2 separate regions of the Rattus norvegicus genome follow, and region 2 is linked to region 1. A link is a contact called in public Hi-C data. All regions are on one chromosome and are shown on one strand. The core of a region is the stretch at or near the end of the contact, and the rest is flanking DNA. Distances in the headings are between cores, read along the strand shown. Region 1 overlaps Thrb (thyroid hormone receptor beta). Region 2 overlaps Thrb (thyroid hormone receptor beta).

Region 1 (4,002 bases), core at 616-3,115:
GTGTCAAACTGTAATTACACTGAGGGTTTTAGTAACCTCATAACCCATAAGAATAAAATACCAGGAAAAAAAATGTCAGCTACGACCATTAAGAATCTCATTTGCAACAGGTTGATGGAAGCAATCCAGCTAGGCTGACACTTTTATCGAGGATGCTTCAAGGTTCTCATAAGCCTCATGTTGTTCCACCGTTTTTATTTTTTTTATGGGGAAGTATTTTCTCTGTCTTTGTGATAATTTGAACTGTGCTACAAAGTAAATGAAAATGTGTCCCGTTGGCTCAATGATGTCTCTACAAGACACATCTGAGTTGAGGGGAAAGCCCTTTGCTATAACCACAGTTGTTTACAAACACGTGCCCTAGTTAATTTTTAATACTGTGGTGTTTTGTTTTGTTTTGTTTTAGTGCATCTAATCACAGAAAAAAGGTATCGGGAAGAAAGGGAAACTCGGTCTGGAGCATGTGCTTGGCTTTCTGTCAGCAGGATTGATCAACATAGAAATGTAGTCACAGACAGACTTTCTCACATTCTCCCACACGTGCTCACACACGCACATGGCTGGTTCCCAGCGTGAACCTGGTGACACTGTGGCACTGTCACGATGTGTCAGGATGTGGTGTAATGACAACAGTATGATACACTGCTGTTTCACTCATTCTGAGAGAGGAAGGGAAGCCAAGTGACATCCAGTTGTGAAACACGGGTCAGCCCATCCAGAAGTGTGAGATCTGAGTAGTGGGGTGAAAACCAAGATTTATTCCAGTGCCACTTCCTTGTCACTGACAAATTCATAGGTGCGTGCAATTTTCTTCACCTATAAGAGAAAGGAGGCTAACAGAAATGTATACTTATCAGGTAAAGATATAAATAGTTGACTATTTCTGCCTTATATGTCAAAATCGATTAAAAATTATATCAGCAAAGCAAAGAATTAAATTCAAAAGAAAAATACCTTTTATTGTCTTCCCGGGAAAGGGAATAACACTTGAAATGTATATAAGAAATACTCAAGTTAATAAAAAAAATTATATCAGCAAAGCAAAGAATTAAATTCAAAAGAAAAATACCTTTTATTGTCTTCCTTGGGTTTCTATTTTTGTGTTAAAGACTGTTGAATCTTTTATCATGTAAAAAGATGTAACTTTCAGGGTAGAATCTGGCTGACATAAACAACTGACTTAGGAATCTAATATTTTATTGTATTTATGAGTTCTGGGCTGAGAGTGAAGGGTAAAAGAATTATTCATCACAACGAATTTCACCAAAAATGGGAATGAGAGAAATTCCTGAATACATTGTAGAGAGAAGCCAGTTTTGGGGGAAAAGATGACTCGATAAAGAGATTTTCCTGTGTTTAAAAGAGTATCGGCTACTCAAGGAGTGGTTCAGACCATGGGTAGTGACCATGCATGCTGGGTGCGATCTGTTTACATTAGTGTTCTAGAGACTGAAATTAGCTATTTGATTCCTGCGAAAGTTGGGAGTGTATTTGAAATTGTCCTTCTAAAAATGTCAATGCTAAATAAATAGCATTTTTCAAACAATGAAGAAAACGGTGAGGCCTTTCACCCATGAGCCTTGAAGGTCTGCACATGAGTGAATCTTAGTGAAAATAAAGGGGAAATGTTTCCTAGGAGAACAGAAATCTGTAGACCTAGGAGCCTCCCGTAACCTTCCCTTGGATCCTTAGAGTGTCGAATGTGCAGTCAGGTGATCAGTAGAGTTCTCTGAGCCACTGACAGCCACAGTCTTGAAGGACATTTCTGTGAGCCATGGAGAAGGCCAGGGAAATGCCCGTGCTCCCACCCGAGGTCGCTAACTGGGTGCTTATAGCTATTGGACTCCACTTTCTTCCTGTGGGCAGTGCCTGATACTCACTGCCAAAGTTTGTTTCCTTTGAGCTCAGTTTATCTGAAGTGGCCAAGCTCCAGGACCTGACCTTTCCTTTCTTCAGATGTGTTAATATCAGGGATTAAACTCTGTAATTGGTCCAGCAGACCTAAGAATGCTAACACCATTAGCTCAGTGCCTGCAAGACAGTCTTTCTCACTCTATCTGCACATTGCCTTGGAGACTGGGGGCCAGCTCACTGTTGCCCCTGTTCACTAAGAGATTAAAACCTAGATGTGAGCGCTGCCACGGTACCGAGGATTGGACCCCATCATGTGACCATGATCATTCTTGTCTGTATACTCAGGACTGTCTGTAATGTTTACTGGGAAATTCACACTCCCCTTTTCCTAATGATCTTAAATCGATTCCTTCTCTGCCTTACAATTGTTGATGTGTGTGATCTTAACAATGTAAAACTATTATAGGGACAGCAAAAGGTGTGGACCTGGAAAGATGTCTCAGTTGGTAAAGCCTTTGCCTTTCCAGTATGAAGACCTGCGTGGCTGTCCCCAGCATCCACAGGAATGGGCTCTGCAGTACAGACCTGTAACCTGATCCTGGGCAAGGCCCAGCCAGGAGGCTCCCTGGCTAATCTAGCCTGTCACCTGTCTCTTACTACTCTGTGGGTTCTTCTTCCTTCCACCCTCTCTACCCTTTTTTTTTTCTTCTACCCTTCCGACCCCGCAACACTGGATAGGAGAGAGGAAAGGATAGAGAGGAAAGGAAAGAGATCCCAAAATAAAGTCAGGGGCTGGAAAAGGGGCAACTAATTCCTGCTGATTAGGGACTTCAAGTTCCTTGGGGCAAGTTTGATCTTCCATGGGAGGATATCTAATTTCTTCTTGTTGTTTCTTAGTTGCTCGAAACTACTTAACAAACCTCGACTGACAACCAACCAACAACCCCCCTATTGGGGCTTTAGCATTTATATACTCTGAAGTTTCTAGAGTCCCAAATGTCATACCATCATTAATTAATTGTTAATTGATTAATTGTTAATTAATTAATTGTTAATTAAATAGCTGGAGAAGTAATGGAGGAGGAGAGCTGAAGGAGACCTCTGGCCTTCTGGTGTGCACCCTTACATACACCCTTGCACATACATAAGCATGTGCACATGCGTAGACCACATACACACAGAAAACAAAGAAAAATACGTGACCCTTCCAAATTCTTTTTTGTTTGCAGTTATGTTTTGTGTCTGACAAAGATAAATCTACCTCACAGGTTGAAGAGTCCCAGGTAAAATATGGGCCACTGCAGTTCTGGTGAGGTCAGGAATGATAACACGTAGTGAGCAAACAACTGTCCATGTAAAACTCTAACGTTTTGCTGTTGGTGAAATCTGTTCGGTAAAGCATCTGTTATCCAGATGTTAAGGGAGAGCATCCCTGTTTTTACTAGAAAGGCTCCCAACACTTGATTAGATCCATATTTGCTGATGAGAGGTCTTAAGGAAAGGCATGGAAAGCTGGCTACTTTACATGATAAAAATTATTGATTCGAAATAAAACTATCTCCTAGGTTGTAAAATTCTGGATGCATTTCAAAATGAGAACGAAGGAAAAAATATAATAAGTTCATGATTTTTTTCTTCGAAATCTTGCAAAAGTATTACATCAAGGAGAAAAGACTAGAAAAGGGGATCAAGGAAGGGAAACTGAGCAGGTCCTGGCTAAAGTAAAAGCTGAGGAGAGCCAATTGGCAGTAGATGTCAGGGAAACTCCTGAGAGTTTAGAATGCCATCTAATTACGAAAATAAGCTGGATGTTATCACCTATGACCGATCAGAAAAGGAAAGCCTACCTCACGTTCCATTAGCAGCTTTAAAATAAACAATAACTAAGAATGAACAGAAAGAGAACTGCAACAGATCATCTAAAAGTTGTGAAATGATTTGGGCAAGAGTGAGATATAACAGAAAGACGTCCTGTGCTCGTCGGAAAGAATGTTTAGTATTTTAGAAATATCTATGACGTCCCGAAACACCCCAGCAATTTGATGTAACTGAACTCAGAGTCGCTGGGGGATTCTTCTCATAGTGTGCTAAAGGAAAAGTTCGTGTGTGGATGTGCGAGCAGCAAAAGCAGCCAATGGGTTACGAGAA
Region 2 (4,264 bases), core at 176-2,675, 57 kb before region 1:
AATTTATTCGAGCTTTTGGAAGCGTGAAATCAAGCTGTGTTATTCAGAATTCACAATTTTACATGCGTGCAGAAGACCTTCAGATAGTCTTTCCAAGCTCTTCGTTTGGGGGTCTGTGGCAGAACACCCTGTCCCAGGCCGGCAAAGCCAGATTCCAGCATCTGTGGAAGGAGGGTGTCCAGTGAGTGAGGCCTAAGCACTTGACTGAGATGGGTGCTAATGCCAACCTGAGGTAGTTTCCAGGAAGTGCTGTCAATCTCAGAGGCACAGTCCGCCACCCATAATGCCTCCTTCAAGGGCCTTGGTGCCAGGAGGAGAGAGAGGCTGCCCCATTGCTCTAGCTTAGAGTGTCTGAATCCAGCAGAGACAGACTTGACCCTGACCTGGAATCTTCTTGGAGAATGTTCTTCAGAAAGGGAAGAAAGAGTTTGTCAAGGTGGCACTTTGTTAAACGTGGGTTAAAATATGCCTTTAAGGAGCTGTGAATGCTTCTCTGTTCTCAAGTAGCACTAAAGTGTACTCACGTGATTTTACTCCATTTAAAGATACACTCTTGGAGTAAATAATACATATAATTTGAATTCACGGAATTTGTAGAATTCTTTTCTTTTTTCGAGACAGTCTCAGTATGTGGCCTTGGTTGGCCTAGAACTTACCATGCTGACCATCCTGGCTTTGATCAACTTTTCTGTCTTTGCCTTACAAGTTCTAGAATTACAGGCATGAGCCACCATGACTGGCTAAACTTTGTAAGATTCTAACATATTTTGTGTGCATGCATGTGTGTGTGTGTGTGTGTGTGTGTGTGTGTTCTGTATGTGTGTCTGTGTTCTGTGTGTGTGTATTAAATGAACATACTTTGTAAATCAATAAACAAATGTGAATTGCAGATACTATAAATGACAACATTTGTAACATCTTACATTCCTCACAATATTTTGATAGATTTTTATAAAACATTAATTTGAATGACTTCAACTTTAACTATGTGCATTTGTCATAGTTTCTTAGGCTTTTCTAATTTGGAAAAAAAATCCTGACTTCCTGTTTGGGACCTGTCTTGAATGTTTGATATAAGTGGATAGAGTTGGAATGAATGTTGCCCTTAGGACCACAAGTGAGAGCACGGCCAGTTTTGAGGTCTATGCTAAACAGAACAGGGGTTTTGGGGAAACGTGTTAGTATGGTGGAATCTTTTGTGATTTATCTTAATTGATGCTCTTCTAACTAAAACGTGCAATGTATTGCAGCAAGTCACTCTTTCCTCTGTGGTGTGTTGGACAGCCTTCAAAGGTCTGTGAGAGAGCAGTGTTTTAACATGTGCTGATCTCATGCAAGTCCGTGCACTTCAGTCCACCTGTGAATGTTTGACCTTGCTCCTGTGGTGATAATTCCAGTGTTAGAGGTGTAGACTTGACCTTGTGCCTGTGCATAGATCCAGAGCTCTCCGTATGCACGACCTGTGACTGTGACGCTCATCCAACCCAGCGAAAATTACCCATTCCTTGCTGAGAGAACTGTGAGTTTCATTGTAGTGGTTATTATTGTGTGTTTGTTTTATTCCCTTCGTTCTTACGTAAGAAACCCAAGCCGTTCAACTAAGAGTTCTAGTAGTTTACAAAGTCTAAAATGATCAATAATCCCAACCTGGCCCCGGGGGCTTTAATAGCTGTAAGTTTCATGTGTTTCAGAAGTCTAACACTAACTATGTTGACTTCTCTGTGCAGAGTACAGTGATTGGTTAATAATGTGTGCTACAAAGGAACAGTGCAGGCAATAGACCAGTGTCTTCTGTTTTCTTACCATGCTATACCTAAAAAAGACTGAAAATCCAAGATGCCGGATCTCTAAACTGCTGGTGGGATTCTTAGAATTTCTTTTGATTTCCTGACACTAGTATACGAGATCACAAATAATATTGAAAAGCTGAAACGGTAAAATAGAACTCTTTTGATAACATGCTAGATTACATAAATTAAAGAAGCATACTACATCGTAACATCTCCAAAAGCTTTGGTCAGACCCTTCACTAAAAGAAAGGGTATTGATGTGAGAGGATGGGACAGGGCTTCAGAGAGAAGCCCTCTTGCCAGCAAGAGGGAAGCCCACATACTGGGAATGAGAGAACGGATGCCATCTGCCGTCTGCCTGAGCATGAGCTGCTTGGTAACTGAAAACCCAGGTCTTCTGTCAATCGGTGTGATCAGCTTCCTCGGACTCTACCTGCGAAGGGCCTGTCTTACCCTGTGTTGCTACTCAACTGTCTGTCAAATCTGGAAAGTTCATGATTGTTTGTATTCTGGCAAGTGACTGTTAGGTCCTGAGGGATTAAGAATGCGAAGAAAGAAAGCTTCTGTATAGTTGAGTCTTGGCGTTCTTTCCATTCAGTGATGAATCACCTTCTTCAACAAGTCCCGGACTTGACTTTGCCAAGACAGGCAAAGAGAGTGGGAGGGGACAATGGCTTTGTGTTAAAGCCCCACGCAGAGCTGGCATTCTCTGCAGCATCAGACGACGTGTGGCCAGATGCACAGGAACAGCAGCCTGCCGTACCATTGAGGCAGTCAGTGCCTTTGTTTTCTCTGATCTTTTGAACATCTCGATTTCTCTCTTCAGGGGGAGTTGACGCATGATCAATAATGCACCAGCCAAGCACGAACTCTGTGACCAAGTGGGATAGCAGTGTTCATCCCCACCAGTCCAAACAAGCCAGGGAACAGTTGCTTAACTTCTGTGAATTTCAGGGTTTTTTTTTGGGGGGGGGGGGTTCTGTAGAAATACTTTTCAACCAATAGTGCAATTGTATTGATTTTTTTCAGTTAGCGTATAAAGCAGTGGTTCTTACTCTGGTGTTTTCATATACTCTTTGCTCTGGGTCGTCCTCTTATTCCCAGTCCTCCCCCCCACAGCCCCCGCCCCGTGCTCTCTTTGCCTTCCTTTCCCCGACATACCACCGAGTGCTTTCATGCCGTGCGTTCTCTTCTCCTATTTCCCTTAAGCTACCTTCTTTCTGGCTCATGGTCCCTTTTCTAATCTCACACTCACACTCACACTCAAGCACATGTTCACATACCCAAATGCATTTACATCTGCACAGGTTCTAGAGAGAAAACGCATTGTATGTATCTTTCTGCGAGTCTGACTTATTCTGCTTTAACATAATGATTTTCAGTTCCGTCTACTTTCTGTAGGGTTATTTTTTAATAAAGGGCTCTAAAGATAGGAAAAACTGAAAAAGAAGAAAGGGACTAGTCTCCTCCTCAATGTGCCTTTGGTCTGAAGGTTTTGAGAGTACTGTTGACTTCTAGGTCGTGTCTCCTGACCAGGTTGTGTATGTGTATGGGACAGAACAGTGTAGGGCGAGAAATAAGGAGAGCCTCAGAAGAATGTTCCCAGTTCCTTTCTAGGTCGGTTGTAGCTTTCAGTTTTGAGAACAGTGAGTTCCATGCTTTGCCCTGTTGGACATCTTGAGATACGGAAGCTGACGGTGGGGAAGTGTCGGGAGTCTAACGGCTGTTTGTATGAGTCCTATTTATGGATTAACCTCAGGCTGGAGGTAGAGCCCTACTAAGTGCAGGAGCATTTTTGTTTCAGCCTTTCTGTGGATTCTGTGAGGGTCACAACGAAGACAAAGGAAAATTCTTGGCAGAGGCCTCAAGGTTTTAGAGAATGGGGAGAGAACCAAAGTGCCCGGTACACATGTCTTACTGAGAGATCTTGGGGGACCTGAGCATTGAGTCCAATTCAAGAAGACCTGGAGAAGGCTCGGGCCACCATACATTGCAGGTTGGGATCTAAGTTCTAAGATACCTCAAGATACCTACTTAGTTTGAGCAGATAAACAGTATAGTTATCTGGGTACCTACTATTGTTTAAAGTTCCATTTGAAGAATGATTTCCAAACACAAGCTGCATGCAGTCACCTGAGGAGCTTGTCAAGTACACCCTGTTGGGCTAGCACCAGTATATCTGCTTCAGAAAGTCCAGGGTAGCACTAGATAAACTCCAACAGGCTCTCAAGAGGTTTGACTGCAAGCGATGGCTTTAGAAACTACTGCACCAGAAGAAGGTGCTTGCCCAAACCTGGTTTTACTTCGACCTGTTCAGTGCAGCCTCGGGTCCTACCTACTCTTTCAGGCAGAGAAAAACCCAGAATGCTGATCGAGGAAACCAGGTGATATTAGAGACCACCAAGGAAAGAGGATAAAGGTATAAAGTCCTTGGAGATGGAGCAACTGCTTCCGATACTTGAGGCACTGGTAAG

What was found. Hi-C and Micro-C count contacts between places; a contact is called where the count stands out from the background.
Region 2: a Hi-C map of liver shows a contact between it and region 1, with 3 times the contacts expected there. The contact joins two enhancer-like sites. A contact is called at or near these places in 4 of 12 Hi-C or Micro-C datasets (hepatocytes, kidney, liver and 1 more).

Annotation. Positions count from the first base shown.
Region 1 is chr15:10,383,819-10,387,820 of GRCr8, reverse strand. The region is part of intron 1 of Thrb (thyroid hormone receptor beta); the gene reads left to right. Among named protein-coding and RNA genes, the nearest start is that of Thrb, 76 kb to the left of the region's middle. Within about 2 kb of position 1,865, at least 5 of the 93 cell types and tissues checked have an H3K27ac peak or open chromatin away from gene starts, as enhancers often do. A contact at or near this core is called in liver, where this site is marked.
Region 2 is chr15:10,440,597-10,444,860 of GRCr8, reverse strand. The region is part of intron 1 of Thrb (thyroid hormone receptor beta); the gene reads left to right. Among named protein-coding and RNA genes, the nearest start is that of Thrb, 19 kb to the left of the region's middle. Within about 2 kb of position 1,425, at least 20 of the 93 cell types and tissues checked have an H3K27ac peak or open chromatin away from gene starts, as enhancers often do. A contact at or near this core is called in liver, where this site is marked.